Regions from separate parts of the Arachis hypogaea genome. Here region 2 is linked to region 1. Evidence: chromatin contacts called from public Hi-C data. All regions are on one chromosome and are shown on one strand. Each heading gives the region's core, a stretch centred on a gene start, on an enhancer-like site or on the middle of the called end of the contact. The rest is flanking DNA. Distances are from core to core; before and after follow the strand shown. Region 1 holds the start of LOC112722613. Region 2 holds the start of LOC112722614 (agamous-like MADS-box protein AGL8).

Region 1 (2,700 bases), core at 103-2,602:
ATTTGAACAATCTAAATAATAGATTATAAATTTGGTCTATTAAAATAAAAAAAATACTCTACTCGAATTACCTAACCAAAAAATCTCATTCAATAATTCAAAAATTTTAACCATTCATTATACCCTAATTTATCAAAACACCAACTTTATTTTCTCCCAAACTCTCTGTTGTCATCGCCGTCACTTGGTCTCCAACCAGCCCCCATCATCGCCGTTAGGATCCTTCTCACCGTTGTTGGTTCGTCAACAAGGATCCTCATTGGCGTTGCTCTCCTCCAGACTGGAAACAAACGGAGTCGCTCACTCTTAGTGAAAATAACTATTCACTTAAGGATAAAAATAATCATCTGCATATCTAGTGAATTGAACATCTAGCATATTTTAATTGTATATAACTAAACCAAATCCAATCAAATAACCATCTACATAAAAAATAAAAGAAACCATTCGCATACCTACTAAAATGACCATCCTGAACTAGTCATAATTGAATACCAAAACTTGCACTTAAGGAGGCGACGAACGAAGGGACAGAACTCATCGGAGCCCCTGACAGCTAGGGAGAGTGGTACTGTCGTAGAGTTCCTGAATTTCAGGATCAACCTGAGGAGAAAGAAAGCCGATGAGGAGGTTGAGCATGTAGATTCCGAGATCGTAGGATACGATATAGAACCTTAGATCAAGTATACGCGCAGAACGTAGATACAAGCGATGATCAAGGAACCAATCCAGCGGCGGAACATGTGCAGCATGGTCTTGTCGAGAAAATGTTGGTACTGCCGTGACACCATAAATTTCCATCGCAATATGACGTCATTCAGTGAGAAATAGTTGGCGGAGGTGGAAGAGATCGACACCGGTGAGTGGTGCAAAACGGCATTACTACCGGGGTTAGAAGAGGATCTGCTGCGACGGTGAGAGAACGGTGGTGTCAAGACCTTTGTGGCGACATCGATGATGATTGTGAAAAAAATGGACGCCGTTGGGGATGAGATGAAAAACGTATAACATGTGAATCTGTAAACGTACATAATAGTTTAAGTGTTAATTCTAATATTTTCAAATTTTAAAATATGATAATAATTATTTAATTAATTAAAAATCTGATTTTTAATTTTAAATTTACCTTCTTTTTTAAATCATTGTTCACTATATACATTATTCCCCTCTACTTTTTATAAAACGATAAACGAAACATCTTCTATAAAATAAATTAAAATGTTTAGTGGTTATGTTATATTGCCAACTTTATATCCATAATTTAAAGTCACATATAAAGATATAGCTTCTTTTCTTTCCCTTTTTTTTTTAATTATTCTTTTATGGACTTCTGTCCTGAGATGTGTGCTAAAAAGAAAATCCAGCCCAACGTGAGAACTGGGCCTAGATCCAAAAACATGAGCATAGGGGTAAAGACGTAAAATCAACTACCATCGTCTTCCCCGTAGGGTTTATGGCCGAAATCCAGAGATTCTAAATCACCTGAAATTCTTCCAACAACTTTGTGCATTTTAGGTTTAAATTCAGCTTCATTAAATCAAAATTAAAAATAGAAAAAGAAATTCAACTTCACGATTCGGTTAGAGTTATGTTCTTCGATTAACCTTTCAATTATCCTACACCAGAAAGAAGAAAGAATGAGGTGTTCGCGATTCCTACACGTATCACAACAAATCCGAAGAATCCTAATACAGAACCCTAAATCCAACCACCAATCGCAGCTCCAATCTCGTCCTGCGATCTTCGCTCGCAATTTCAGCACCGATTCTTCTTCCCAGGATTCGAACCCAGTCGTGAAATCCGAGAAGGCTTCGTTGATCGTCGACGAGCTCACAGCGCTGACGCTAATGGAAGTGGTGGACCTGGTGGAGATTATGCAGAAGAAAAAGGGAATTAACGAGTTACCGTTAATGATGCTGATGACCCCGGGAATGGAGCTCGGGGGATTGAAGGGTGCTCTGAGAAAACGTGCGGCAAAGGGAGGTGGTGGTGCTGGCGCTGGTGCTGCCGGAGAGGAAGCAAAGAAGGAAGAGAAGACGGTGTTTGACGTGAAGCTGGATGCTTTCGACGCCGCGGCGAAGATCAAGGTGATAAAGGAGGTGAGAACTTTCACGAGCTTGGGATTGAAGGAGGCGAAGGACTTGGTGGAGAAGGTGCCAACGGTCTTGAAGAAGGGTTTGACAAAAGAGGAGGCTGAGGCTATCATAGCCAAGCTCAAGGAGGTTGGAGCAAAAGCTTCAATGGAATGAAGGTATGAAATAATGTTAATTTGTTATGCTTTGTTTTGTGTATTGCTAAGAATAGTGGATTCAACAGGGAATTAGAACGGCTTTAGGCTTTGTTACAATTCAAAGTTTTAGATTTAGATACCAATGCCATATCATATCTGGAGAAGGTCTTTGATTTCGCAAGCTTCTGCAAACTATTTGCACCAATGCTTGTTAGCCCCTAGTCTAGTATCTCTGTTTTGGTACTTGGAGCTTGAAGTAAGGGGGTCTTTTCTAAGTTCTATCTGTTGGAGCCATCTGTTGACCGAATTTCGCGACACTTAATAGAGACATAAAATAGTTTGAAAACGTGATGCAAAGAGGCATGCTCACTTTAGTATTGGCTGAGGTTCGAACTTCTTTGATGTGATTAATATTGCAACTGGTCACTGGTAGAGTTGTAGGAGAGGAAAAGGAAAGAAATTTTGGTGGG
Region 2 (2,700 bases), core at 87-2,586, 200 kb before region 1:
TATTTTAATGATTAATTTTTTTAAAAAATATTAAAAAATTATTAAAATTTATTATTTTTAACTATTAATAAATTATTAATAATTATAAATATACAATAAAATATATAATTAAATTATTAAACTAAAAAAATTAAAATAATAATTAAATAATAATTAAAAATAATAAATTCTGATTCTACCTAATATTTTTTTTTATACTGATAGTGTAATAATAAATTGCTAATCCCCCTTGGGATATTCCATAATCTGTGCTATTATTTTTCATTAGATAATTTAACAGGCAGCAGCACTAATATCAAGAGGTGATATATAGATATTTTATATGGATCACTTAATTATTTATATATTATTAAGTGCACTATGTATCCTTGGATATAAAAAAGGTGGTGCAGTTTCTAAAATGAATTTGTCTTTACACGATTCTTACAGTGTTTGGTCAATTTTCTGAAGTTTTCTCAGGTTCGTGTATGCGCGAATATATATATGTCAGATGGAGATGCCCCCTTCTCATCTCAAAACTTACGTACGCATTACTATTATCCATATGAGGAAATTCAAATTATTAGCCAAACTTATTAGCTTCTCTAATAAGCACCCAATCCCAATCTGGTTCAACAAAATACTATCTTAATTAGGAATATGAAAGTTAATCAAACTTAATTAAGTATAAAGCAGAGTTTGTTACACATAGAAAGCATATATATAAGAGGAAATAGGAAATGTAAAAGCATATATACTCTTACTACTGCATATGGACAGTACTCTTAATGTAAAACAGATGAAAACACATAATCGGTGGCGTTCTTAATTAAGTAATTTCGACACAGAAATTAAACATTTCACTAATTAATCAAGATCCATATTATGTATAGTTATGAGCAGTAAAATTAAGTAAAGGCGATTTTGGATTCGAGAGAGGGAGAATGAAAAGGTACGAACCAGGGATCGAAGAGCTTGCCTTTGGTGGAGAAGACGATGAGTGCGACTTCGGCATCGCATAGCACTGAGATTTCGTTTGCCTTCTTCAGCAAACCAGATCTTCTCTTTGAGAACGTGACTTGCCTATTAATCTTGTTCTCGATCCTCTTCAACTGCACTCTTCCCCTTCCCATCGATCCAAGTTCCCTCTCTCGATCGATTCTCTCTCTCACCGTACCTACCTACGTATACGTATACACATACGCATGCACTACCTAGCTACCTTCTTTTCCTCAATTGTATACGCTTGAAGAAGCAGCGAAGAGAGAGAGAGGGATATATAGAGAGAGAGACTTTACCACAAATCGGTGAGTTGAATTTTCAATTCTCTGCTCTCCTCACTCCTCTTGCTTGCTTTTTGTTTTGTTTTGGTTTGGTTTGGTGTTTTTATTAATTAATTAAAAAAATTGAAATGAAAAATTATGATTGGTGAATGTTACTAATAAAATTCGGAATTGGGAAAAAGAAAAGAAACCGCTGATGGTGACGGGAGAGGTGGTTTTCCAATACCAGAGCGGATTCGTCAAATTCGTTGTCGATTTATGATTGGCTACTCAGATTGTCGTTATCAATTCTTTCACTGTAAAGTTAGTACAAAGCTCTTAGCGGATCAATTAATTATGTGGTTAGATTGAATAAAATAAGGAGATTAAATTAAGCATTCATAGGCTACCCATCACTTCAACTCCAACCGCCGTAGAAAACAGTGGTTAACTGCTGTTAATCTCATCAACACTATTAGATGGATGTACTGGCACATATTTAAGTGACACAGACTATTCAGAATTTAGATGTTTCAATAATTTGTCTTTATATTATATAATTAAGATTAAGGATTAAAATGTATCCATGTTGATGAATTAGCAGATTTTACTCCAAATAAAAAAATAGTTTAACAGAAAAATTATCTATTGAAAATTTAAAATGATGTGGTGTTATTAATTATTTTTAGAGGAAAGAATAAGACTAACAAAATTCATTGATAAAATTACTATGATTTTGTGAGGTAAAAATGCTATGTTAGATTAGACCAAATTTAAATTTTTAATAGATTAGGCCAATAACAAAATTTGTTAGTCTAAGTTTGATCTGAAGTATGCAATAAACTTAAAGTATGTTAAAAGATTTAAAATATTATTTATATACCAAAATTAGTCATCAGTAATTTAATTCAATTTTAATGTATATTTTATACTTTAATATTATTTTATATTAATAATTAATTTTAATGACTAATTTTAATATATATTTAGTATGGTTATAACATGTTTAACTGTCTTAACTCAAAATAAATAAGTAATAAATAATTAAAAATAAAAATATATAAATATAATCAAATAAATAACATAATAAATAAACTTATATAAATATCATAAAAAGCTATAAAGTTAAACTCTAGTTATTACACTTTTTAGTTTTTACATGCCCAAACCAGCTATACACCTTTACAAGCCAAACAAACTATTCTTGTGAGTTGTGAGTTTAATCCTAACCTATTTAAAGAAGAAAAAGAAAAGAATAAGTAAATAATTTTTAATCAGTTAATTTTAAATAACTGTAATTAATAATCATTAATTTTATATTTTTAAAAATAAAATTTAAATAATTATTAATTAATAACAATTAATTAGTATTAAGTACAGTTTAAAAATATTTGTTGTTTTATTGATGACTAAATTTCTGTTGATTATCTAGTGGGATTATTAAAAAAAAAATAATTAA

Evidence for each region. Hi-C and Micro-C count contacts between places; a contact is called where the count stands out from the background.
Region 2: a Hi-C map of an unstated tissue shows a contact between it and region 1, with 3 times the contacts expected there. The contact joins the promoter of LOC112722614 here to the promoter of LOC112722613 in region 1. A contact is called at or near these places in 2 of 8 Hi-C or Micro-C datasets (leaf and an unstated tissue).

What each region holds. Positions count from the first base shown.
Region 1 is chr11:129,986,443-129,989,142 of arahy.Tifrunner.gnm2.J5K5, reverse strand. LOC112722613 reads left to right here and starts at 1,352. Exons shown (of 2, transcript XM_025773706.2): 1 at 1,352-2,251. The coding sequence starts at 1,638. The coding sequence ends at 2,249.
Region 2 is chr11:130,189,578-130,192,277 of arahy.Tifrunner.gnm2.J5K5, reverse strand. It overlaps LOC112722614 (agamous-like MADS-box protein AGL8), which reads right to left and starts at 1,336. Exons shown (of 8, transcript XM_025773708.3): 1 at 940-1,336. The coding sequence starts at 1,112.